Regions from separate parts of the Rattus norvegicus genome. Here region 2 is linked to region 1. Evidence: chromatin contacts called from public Hi-C data. All regions are on one chromosome and are shown on one strand. The core of a region is the stretch at or near the end of the contact, and the rest is flanking DNA. Distances in the headings are between cores, read along the strand shown.

The links. A called contact is a pair of places that touch in the nucleus more often than the background predicts.
Region 2: a contact with region 1 is called in a Hi-C map of Schwann cells, with 4 times the contacts expected there. The contact joins the promoter of Ssbp1 here to the promoter of Agk in region 1. A contact is called at or near these places in 5 of 12 Hi-C or Micro-C datasets (Schwann cells, kidney, liver and 1 more).

The regions. Positions count from the first base shown.
Region 1 is chr4:70,077,365-70,083,077 of GRCr8, reverse strand. It overlaps Agk (acylglycerol kinase), which reads right to left and starts at 1,421. Exons shown (of 16, transcript NM_001127497.1): 1 at 1,373-1,421.
Region 2 is chr4:70,228,047-70,234,252 of GRCr8, reverse strand. Ssbp1 (single stranded DNA binding protein 1) reads right to left here and starts at 1,483. Exons shown (of 7, transcript NM_183328.3): 1 at 1,451-1,483; 2 at 773-835. The coding sequence starts at 796. It overlaps Wee2 (WEE2 oocyte meiosis inhibiting kinase), which reads right to left. Exons shown (of 11, transcript XM_039108640.2): 11 at 5,440-6,206. It also overlaps a transcript of Dennd11 not described here.

The DNA of each region.
Region 1 (5,713 bases), core at 172-2,671:
ATGAATAACATATAAAACATCCCGTCAGAACCAGAACATAAAGCTAAAAAGAGCCATTAGAGGGGTGGCTGCCATAAATTCTAGACAAGAGTCAACAAAAGATGTGGAGGTCTTTATAAAACAGAAATGGGCAGCGCTTGGTGACCAACTGATTACAAGAGGTGAAGGATGAGGAAACAAGCCAAGTTTTGTGCTTGGGCAACGGATTGTTAGGTGATCTCCAGGTTTTGGATTTATACTGTTGGTTTGTGGGAAAACACAGTGTGCAGTCAAGGAGACTCGAGACTGTTATACCTGCCGGGCACACTCCGAGACTGTTATACCTGCCGGGCACACTCAAATGAAGCCCAAACAGATGTCTGGACTTAGCGTTTTGGAAATAGGAGAAGTTGAACCCAAGGGATAGAATTGGGATTCGTGCCTGTGAGGTAATGTATGAGAGTTGTTAGCATCACGTAAACGGAAAGCAGCAGGGAAAGAATACTGCTAAGCACACTCCCAGTCGACTATTTTTTTAAAAAGCCACGCCCACCCCGTGCAACTCCCTTTTCATCTTAAATGATTCCTATATTACTAAAAGATGAGGGAAATATGCAGGCAGCCTAGAGTGCAAAGAGGACTGGTCCAGGTGCCTAACAAAACCCTAGCTTTGTCATTTACAGATGGTGAGACCCTGGATAAGTCAACTAACCTTTTCACTAGAGAAATAAGGAAACACCATCAATTTATGCAGTGAAGAGATTGTCAATAAAATCTGTACGTTTTTCTGTATTTCATAATATGTACTACATTCAGTGTATGTTCCCTTCTCAGTAGCCAGAATTTTCATTCTCATTAATGTCAGTAAAAAATCTCAATTTTATGTCTACATTAACGTATCTTTGCCTTCCAAGCGGGCTCTCCCAAAACCCATAAGCTCCCAAATTCTAACTTCTGACCCTCTCCTGACAAGGAAGGTAGGGCTTTTTCACTCAATGAGATCTCCTTGGGACAGGTTCTAGCCATTCACATCTGCAGAACCGAATAAATAGAATGAATGAACCGACCCGCTTTCTATGGTTCAAATATTGCTGGCCCCATTTTTGTTCCGGTACCCACAGCCTAAGGTGGGAAGGGAGGAACTGAGGGGTTCACAGTTAGGCACTGCTCTGAGACTCGAACCAGCACACCTGACTCACAGGGACCACGGGCGTGCGCGCCACGCCGGCCCGGCCCAATCTTTCCTCCTCCCGCCGCGCTGCGGTCAACAACCGCGTGGCCGATCCCGGGACCGCTGGCGGGTTCCGGCCCTGCTCAGCGTAGCAACCCACGGCTGCGCCCCATACCCTGACCACACACAGCCAGCGGCCCTCGCTCGCTCCCCTGAACTCACCGCTGCCCGCCGCTCAGCGTCCGGCCTTTCCTGTGTGCTCTCACAAAAATCTCCCTCTCTTTTAAAGGAAACCGCTCCCGCTGCCCTCGGGTTCCGACGCGGAACAGCCCCAGCCTGGCAGGGCGAGCTCTCCCGTGACCTAGGGGTGGGCTCGCAGCAGCCACCGCCCTCCCTTCCTTTTCTTGTCACTTTACTGTTCATTCAATCTTTCATCCATCCATCTCTCGCCAGCCAATTGTTTCTGGAAAGTTCACAGTATATAATAAGAACAGTTTTGCGATTTGGAACTAAATCAGAAAGTAATTAAACGGCTACGACAATTTTAGATATTGGTAAATGAAACAAAACAAAACCGAGCTATAGGGCATGTGGTGAGGGGCACTGTATGAAATTAACCAGCGGAAGTTTGAGCTCCCCAGAGCAGGAAGAAGATCAAGTCAGAATGCACTGAAAAGAAGGGTGGGGGTGGGGAAATCAGGCACAAAATCACAGAATTTTTAGGCCTGTTGCCGGAGGCAGAGAGAGCTATGGAAAAAGAGAGCCATGAAGCAGGAGAGGCCACAAGGTGTTGAACACTAGGGGGGGAGGGGGTGTCTTACTAAAATATAAAAATTGCTGGGCTGGAGATGAAGGGCGGGTGCAGGGAAGCTTCCTGCTTTTCCCGTACAAAGACTTTTTATCTTGCCACCTCTCACTGCCAGGGAGATGTCAACAAAACAAAACAGGTTTTGCTGCAAAGAGGACTGGTAAAGGTCTGTCTTGAAATGGAAACATTTGCTCAGTGGAAACATCTTCAAATGGGAGCTCGCCTGAGATGTCACGAGATCGGACCCATTAACTTTTGATCCCTAGGGGCCCACCTCTTCCACAATTAACGGTTACTGGAAGGGCTCCAGAAGGGCTAGGAGTGTTGAAGGGGACAAGAACTACTTCACTGGTATTGCCTCCTATGAGTTGTTCACGTTCCTGTAGGTAATCCCTCACTCATGCTGCCATATGTAACCCCAATCAAATTCATTGATTCCCAAATCTAGACTTTAGTGGAATCATTTCTTTGGGGGCTGTCCCTGTCACACTATCTGGAGAGAAAAGACATTTATTTGCTGCTGTCTCCCTAGGGAAACTGAACAGGAAATAAATTTATTCTGAGCCAAGTATGAAGGGCCATGGTTTCGGAACACGGATTCAAGTTATCCAGAATGACATGTTCCACCATGGAAGAGGTGAGTTGAACATGTATGAGTCAGAGAATAGAATACAGCCGTGAATCAATTTAAGATGTCGAGAAGGCAGGTTACAGCAAGGCAGAGTAATCTCCATCGTAGGTTTCAGACACCGTGTGATGGATAACCTTCTTAGATTTGGGCGGGTGGAAGTTTACAGCCATTCCTAAAGTTTGACCTAGTAGTCACGAAGACGAGTTAGGTAGAGAGCTTGGTATGAATGGCTATTCCAGGTAAGAAAGGAGAAATTCGACTATCCACCTGTGACATTCCGTCTCTCCACTGTCATGAAGTTCTAATCAGTCTACTGGTCTTCGGACTCTTGAACAGCAACGTATCTTTTTTTCACAAAACTCTAGACTGCAGACAACAAAGGCTAACCCCTGAGGACAGCTTTAGGCCCATATCAGCATCAGGGCGATTGATTTATCAAAGCCATCTTTATCTGCCATGCATTTAAGTCCCCTACATTGCTGTCAATATCACGTCAAAATCTTTTACCCCTCGGTTTTGGCACCTCCTATAAATGTTATTGTTCTCTGTTGCAAGTGCTATCTAAGCCGGAGATCTAAGTCACTATTTTGAGCTTTCTCCTGATGTTCACATGTTAGTAATTATACTTTTTTTTCTCATGTTGATCTCTTTCTTTCCTTCTCTTTTTGGGAATGTGGGGGGGGGGTGCTGTCTTCCTCAAGTCTTTCTCAAAGACAGAGAAGTTAAGTTCCTTCTCTGCAGGGAAAAACATCATTGGACATACCACTCGGTAGAATAGGACTCAGTCAGCAGAACTGTTGGGTCTGGTTTACAGTTCACAGGTATCTCTAGTGCGGTCAGTGGACTCGAAGTAACAAGAGAGCTACAGGATACAGTGCTGATGCTGACCTCCAGACAGTTTAAATTCAGCAGCCCTCATGATGGACGGGGGGATCAAGCCAAGCAACACAACTTTCTTTTCTTCTTCCTTCCATCATTCTGTCACTCAGCATCTACTCAGAGGCCATGTGATGGGCCATATGGAAAGGTCTGAGGCTGGCTTCATGTTTAGTGCCCTCCATGGCGCCTACCCCAACAGGGTTTGCAATCTGCTCTCCCAGGTCTCATTTCATTTGTTTATAACTTAGACTCCAGATGACTGCTTGAAGGACAATGAAAATATTCAATGAGGTTAAGTACAGTAAGCCATACTCTGTGTCTGACTTTTCACTGGGACAATGTGAACTTCCAACCACTCTCACTGGGATGGTGTGAACTTCCCACCACTCCCCCTGGGACAGTGTAAACTTCCCACTACTCTCACTGGGATGGTGTGAACTTCCCACTACTCTCACTGGGACAGTGTGAACTTCCCACTACTCTCACCGGGATGGTGTGAACCTCCCACTACTCTCACCGGGATGGTGTGAACTTCCCACTACTCTCACTGGGATGGTGTGAACTTCCCACTACTCTCACTGGGACGGTGTGAACTTCCCACTACTCTCACTGGGACAGTGTGAACTTCCAACTACTCTCACTGGGACAGTGTGAACTTCCCACTACTCTCACCGGGATGGTGTGAACTTCCCACTACTCTCACCGGGATGGTGTGAACTTCCCACTACTCTCACTGGGATGGTGTGAACTTCCCACTACTCTCACTGGGACAGTGTGAACTTCCAACTACTCTCACCGGGATGGTGTGAACTTCCCACTACTCTCACTGGGATGGTGTGAACGTCCCACTACTCTCACCGGGATGGTGTGAACTTCCCACTACTCTCACTGGGATGGTGTGAACTTCCCACTACTCTCACTGGGACAGTGTGAACTTCCCACTACTCTCACTGGGATGGTGTGAACTTCCCACTACTCTCACCGGGATGGTGTGAACTTCCCACTACTCTCACTGGGATGGTGTGAACTTCCAATCACTCACTGGGATGATGTGAACTTCCCACCTCTCTCTCCCATTTGTATATTAGAAGATGGAAGAACATCATGCTTAAAAACGATCACTTAGAGTTCTAAAATAGTTTACTACTGAGGGAGTTAGTAAATTACTCTCAGAATTTCTTTTCTGACTATCTAAACTGTTTATTCATGGAAATGGTTTTGTGCAACTGCTTGACTGGAGACTCAAAAAACCTGAGTTCTGTGGGATGATCCAAGGAGAAGGCAAAGCATATGCCTTAGGATTGGGGGAGGGGGGGTCCTGAAAATGGGAACAGTGAACTCTGATCAGAAAACGATATTTTTTAAAAGCCTTAAAAATAATTACATATGCATATGGTGTGTGTATGTGTGTGGGTCTCTCTCTTAGAGCTTATATCTTGTTTTCAATCCTATATGTGAAGAGAAGACTACACTTATTTCTGGGCTTAGGACCTCTCAAGACTAGAATCAAATATTGCTTCCATATGGGCATCATATGGGAGTGTGAACTTGACCACATAAAATTCTTTAATGCTCTGAAGTTTGCCTGTGGTTTCTCCAAGAATCCGAAGGTTTTAATCCTGCAGACCCACTTTAGGTTTCTGGCTTCTGAAACTGTAAGGTAATACATTGCGTGTTTTAAACGACATGGCAATTTGTTGAGCAGCTGCAGTTAGTATGCGTTGTCCTCAATTATGCTTCCAAGAGAAACTTAGCTGAGCTGGGCTGATACTGCGCTGTCTACAGATTTGTTTTAAAGTTAAATTTTCATGTTCATATTTTGTTCATATAAGGCCATTTGTGGGCTTCTGCACCCATTCGTTCCCACTGCGAAACTGAAGTGTCTCCATGCCTCTTCTCTACCTACCTCCTACAAATTGACTGTCCTCTGCAGTTCAATTGCCACATCACTGCCAGGTTGGAATGGTGAAAAGAGACACACCTTTAATGAGGTGCTTCGGATGAGAACTCTGTCCTCACCAACTGATGGGTGGCATTATCATGGGGCAGGTTCTTGCTGATCAGGTGCGATTTATGCCTGATTTTATTTCCCCTGAGCATTTGCTTATCCTACTACACAAAGATTTTCACCGGCTGGACTTCCCAGCTTCCAGAACCACTGCCTGAATAAAAGTTTCTGTTTATTATTTATAGATGTAGCATTCTGTCAAGCCACAGAAAATAAACTTAAGCTATTGCAAGGGTT
Region 2 (6,206 bases), core at 234-2,733, 150 kb before region 1:
TATAGATAGATCAACTTGAGAATAAGATGGGGAAGATAACAGACTTTTATAATGAATGTGGCTCATTAATCTTAACAGGAGAAGGATCATAGAGAGAATTTACAAGACTTGGTACCCACATGCCACAGTGAGGAAAAATGCTAAGCGAGGCCTGCTGAAGGCTGGCCAGAGTAGAGGACACCAGACTGGACTGCAGAATGGTAATGGATTTGTGGAGAGAAGTGAGCTCTGCTGTCTGGATAGCAAGATGGGAGTGGGGAGAAGAAGGGCCAGAAGGTCAGAAAAGGAACCAGAGCCATCTGGGAAAATGATGGAAGAAGCCAAGGGTGGTGGTGCAAGCCTGAAATGCCAGCAGTGTGAAAGCAGAGGCAGGAAGATCATAGTTTTTGTTCATCTCAGGTTAACAGTGAGTCTCAAGATAGCCTCAACTAGAGGAGTTGACGTCTCAAAAACAAAACAAAACCAAAACACCTTCAATAATTAAATGCATACTCTGTTCTAAGCACAGGTAACAAACACTTATTAAGTTAATGATTTGTACTACATATGTGAATACAATTTAAAATCATTTTGATTCAGTAAATATTATGAGCGTCACAAAAAAATAATCCATCCTGAATCTTCCCCATCAAATAAATACATATAACATGATGGTTAGGCCTAAGATACTTGTGCATATGTATGCAAAATTGGAAAAACAACAACAAAACAAAACATGGCTACAGACTATGAAAACACGGTTGAGCGTTCACTAATGCAGAAAAGTGACTACCTGTAACACAGGTCTTCGAAACATGGCTTCGGTTTTTCTTATAACCTAATCTTTAGGCTTTTCCTAAAGGAAAGAAAGGAAAAAGTGATAAATCAAAAACTACAGTATACATCAAGAACACACGTGTTCACTAATCCTAAATCCTAAGTGCACCCAACTTCATGTGCACCCAATTTGCAACCACATCTTTGCACATGTGGGGATTTCCTCTTTTCTTTTAAAAACAAAAACAGAACGAGACAAAAGAAACTCTGTTGTCTCAACCAACTGCTTTGTTCAATAACCAGCAGAAGAGGGGAAAAAAACCTGTTCTCACTTCCAATCCATTGTCTGCTAAAATTGCTTGACAAAATAAGTTCTCCAGACAATTTTTCTAATTTGTTCTGTTATTCTAAACCCCTAAAACTGTCTCTACAAACAGTAAGGGCATAATAAATACTGCTACGAAAGGACTCAAATCTGTGCCTTCGTTCCCGTTAGCGCTGAGTAAGCCCGGCTTCCCAGCCTTGCCGCGGGGATAAGCGGGTACTTTTCCTCTAAAGTGGCGATCGCAGGCTGCACAGGGAACAGCGGGGACACTGAGACTCCAGCAAGGAGCCGCACACCTGCTCCCCAGGCCCGCACGCGCTCGTGCACTACGGACTCACAACTTTGTCTCAACCTTCTCTCCTCCCTCACCTGACGCGCAAGCCCAGACTGCCAGCGGCTCGCTTCCGGCGCACAGAGCCGGCAAAGCTCGCGATAGGCAAGGAAAAACAGGAAGTCAACAATGTGCGCCGTTGAAATGCTGCCGGCTGATGTCACGGGAAACACGACTCCCTCAACTTAGAAGTGCCAGGACTTCTTTCCAGGCAGAAGTGGGTGGATCAACGATGCCACCTGTAGGTAAATAGTTTTGGGGTTGTTTGGTTGGTTGTTGGTTTTTTTGTTTGTTTGTTTGTTTGTTTGGTTTGTTTTGTTTTTTTCCCCCTGTTCTCCACCCTCAGTCCGGTAGTGGCATTGCAATGGCTTATCAAACTCTGCCCCAGAACCATATTCCCCGCCCTGAGTTGAAATTATTTGATGATATTCCCAGCCTAGGAGAGGGAGCAAGGTAGGTGATATAAAACATATTTGAACTCCTGGAGAAACTAAAACCGACGCAAGTCTCCTAATGCAGTAAGACTGGAGAACTAAGGGTTGTTAAAACTTCAGTGATCTAGATGTGTTAATATGTTAAGTCAAAATTATTTCAAGAAATACATGAGGAGCAAAATATTGAACATTTTTATTAAGTTCAGGCCCCTAACTGTGCCTAAGGCACAAGGCAAATAGGTCCTTGTGTATTTTTATGTACTTTTTCCCTAAAACATTAAAAGTTGATGAAATTTCAAAACATTTTAAAGAAGTATTAAAAGTCAAAACATTAGGGGTTGGGGATTTAGCTCAGTGGTAGAGCGCTTGCCTAGCATGCGCAAGGCCCTGGGTTCGGTTCCCAGCTCCGAAAAAAAGAAAAAAGTCAAAACATTGCTTTATTTAAAAGTGTAGTTAAGATTTTACTTATGAGCTTTAATAGAAAGAAACCGATCAGTATTTTTAGATTTTTTCTTTTCATTTTTGTGTTTCAATTTCACATCTCTGGCAATTATTCTAGGAGGAGCTTTTTTTAAGAGAGAGAGAGAGAGAGAGAGAGAGAGAGAGAGAGAGAGAGAGAGACTGTCTCACTGTTTATCCCTGGCTGGCCTGAAACATGAATCTCATTGTGTAGATCAGACCAGGCTAGTCTCTAACTCACAGAGATCTCCTTGCCTCTACCTGCCTAGTGCAGGGATTAAAGGCATGTGCCACCACATCCAGCACCCAGCGACAGTCTTAAGCAATTTCAGTTAAGCTTACTGATCTTGTCTTTGGTATTAATAGTGTTCATAGTAAAATTTTTTGGTTTTAACATTTCCAAAATACTGCCTTGAAACATCTTTTGACTGCTGGATTTCTTTTACTCCTTTAAACCCTGCATTGTTTACCCTAATCCTGGCACTAGTGGAGTAACACATGTGTGAGTCCTAAGGATTAAAGAATCTAAGGCAGCTAGATGTGGTGAGGCTCCATATGCCCAATTTTTGTCAGTGTCCTGTGTTAGAAGGAAGGGAACTCCAAACCATTCAAACACACACACTGCCTCCCTCCTCAGCTCCATTCTTTCTATTTTAAGAAAAAAAAATCTGAATTATTTAACATGATTTTCAACTGACATTTTAACGAGCTCTGAAGTCCGGCTCACTGGTGATAAGTTTATAGATGTTTACATCCCTGTATTTTCACCTTTACAAACTTGATGTCCTGGAATAATGAGACACTGCATTGGAGCCCTGACTGCTAGTGATAATAAAACACCCCACCTACTACATTACTTCAATGGTTTTCTCTTTACAAGGCTACTTCTGCTTTGTAGACAAGGCAAAGGTAAAACAAAGTTGCACCTTTTCCTCCAGCGAGAAATCCCCCACCCACCCGCCTTGCAAGCTTTGTTTGAATGCTCCCTGACTTGAACTTTGGAATAAATCTTAACTCTTTTTCCAGGTCACTTACATCTGTTCACCCGTGTATATCCAGTTCCTTTCTTCCCTGTCCCATTAATGCCACCTTTCTTCTCTGTGGAGAATGCAGAGAAGATTGGTTAAAGAAAAATATAGACATTTCCCTGAAACTTGAGAGCTCCCAGCCCTAACATTTTTATAAAGAACATCTGAATAGGGAATCTTGGCTGAGTGCTGTTTTCCCCTCAAAAAGGAATTGACATGTTCTCCTTCCTTAGCTGGTTGTCTGGAAGAAGTTGCAAGTCCCACTCCTTCACTTTTTTCCCTTTTAACAAAGAAAATGGTATTGTAATGTATATATATATTTGTACAGCGTCGGGGAGAAACTGTAACTGAGATAATTCTTCTGGTAATGTTCCTTAGTGAGACAGGCACTTACTTCAACCTTGCTGTCAGTATCTCAGAATCTGAAATACACCCCATCCACACTAAAGTGCTCTCAAGGAGTCACCCTCCTCTCTTTTTGCATATTGTAATATAAAATGTCCACGAAGGTGTGTCATCCCCATTGATGATGCACTCCCTGAGTACAAAGAACTTGTTGTGAGTATAGTTTACAGTATACCTTAAAACAAGCACATGTTTCTCAAGGCTTCTAGCTTCACAGCGGAACACAAAAACATGAGTGGAAATATTATCCCATGCATATTCAAATTCAAATAAGCCAAAATGTTGAGGAACCAAAAAAATTTTAACTGGGGGGGAAAAGGGCTCAAAAGTTTTGTTAGAGACACTAGAATATGCTCCAAGGCCATTATAGGGACCCAGAACCCTTTCCATAGACGGGGGGGGGGGGGGGGGGGGGGGGAGAACCGGCCTATGGTGGTTTGAATGAGAATGGCCTCCATAGACTACTGGGGAGGGGATCTGTTTGGGAAGAATTAGAAGGACTCAGAGATGTGGCTTCTTTGAAGTAGGTGTGATTTTCTTAGAGGAAGTGTGTGGCTGGGAATGGGCTTTTAGGTTTCAACCCCTATACCAGGTCTAGTGTCTGCCTGTCCGCTGCTTTCAGGTCAGGATGTAAAGCTCTAAGCTACTGCTCCAGAGCCATGCCTGTCTGCTTCCCACCACGATGATAATGGCCTAGCCTCCAAAACTATAAGCAAGGCCTTAAATGCTTTTATAAAAAAATTAGAGTTGCCTTGGCCATGCTGTCTTCTCCCAGCAACACAATAGAAACTAAGGCAGGACAGGAAAGAGAGTGGGAGGAGGAGGAGGAGGAGAGAGATTGGTTTGATCAAGTACTTCATCTCTGGACACAGAGCCTTCCCAGTGAAGAGTGATGACAGGCTGTGGCACTGGAGCTGGCTCAACTTGAATTCCAAAATAGCAGTAGACTAGAGATTTTAACCTTTCCAAAATGACTAAAGGAGAAGCATATTACTATCTGTACCCAGGAGTGCAGAGTACTGTGTTACCTTTGGCAAGGTGTGTGTATGTGTTAAAGTTCCAGATATGGCGGGCAATAATTTACCATAAACAGAAAGTTTTAGAAACAGAAAGTTGATGCAAAAACAAACAAACAAAAAACCCAGACAACAACCACTAGCACCACCTTTGTATAGTCTGTTTTAGTTAGGGTTTTACTGCTGTGAACAGACACCATGACCAAGGCAAGTCTTATAAGGAGAATATTTAATTAGGGCTGGTTTGCAGGTTCAGAGGTTCAGTCCATTATCACCAAGGTGGGAACATGGCAGCATCCAGGCAGTCATGGTGCAGGAGGAGGTTAGAGGTCTACATCTTCATCTGAAGGCCTCTAGGAGAAGACTGCCTCCCATGTGGTTAGAAAGCTCTCATTGCCCACCCCTACCATGACATGCTTTCTCCAACAAGGCCACAACTCCTCTAAGTGCCATTCCCTGGGCCAAGCATATTCAAACCACATAGTCTAATCCAGTTCTCACTTTTATAAAGCCATCTAATGACGCTGAGGAGAGTATAGTCCTTCCACATATGCTAATTAAAGTAGCATATACTTTAAGGGTTTTTGAAAACAACTTTAGAAATACTTTGTAGGCTATAGGGATATTTTCTTAATTTTAAATTAAAATTTTAACAGGTTGCCTTCATTAAGACTACAAAAAAGTATATATTTATGGCCAATATTTTATTGACATTATAGATGTACTTGTACCTACACAATTGGGTTTATGGTGTTATCACAAAGACAAGCCACTACTGACCTACATTTCCTCTTAATTAACAAAGTTTACATTCTTTGTACATATCACAAAGAAGAATGTTTTACCCATGTTTGTCTTTGGACAAGATAAAAAATCTTTATTTACAATGATTTGGATTAAAATATGTTAAAAGCACAGAAAACAAAAGGACAAATTCTGATGTAAAAAAAAAAATCAAGAGAACCTGATGATATGATGTTCAAAAACTCGAAAGCAATTAGAGTCAGCCACAGAGACCTGAGACTCGGGGAACAGCCACAAGGAGGTTAGAACACATGGGGAACAGGTACACCAAACTTCCCGGGTCCTCTGCCTCTGCTGATTGTGTTTCACAATGTAATAAGCAGTTCAGGAATATCCAAATTATAGTCTTACTCTAATTGTTTAACACAATGATAGTCTTTTATTTAATAATACAAAATCAAAAAAGAGATTGCTTCCATTCAGAATATATAGTAGTCAAATTCCTTGCTCAAAGGAGCTGGTGATTGTAGGAGCAGACAGATCTGGGAAAGCACTCTGAAATACATGCAACGTTCTCTTGTAAACTGATACTTAAAGCCATATTTTATCCCTTTCTATGTACAGGGAAAGTTCTTTGGACCCCAGTGGAGAATAAGTAAAGGCAGCTTCTTAATCCATAGGCCGAAGTAGCACGTTTCTGCTGCTTTC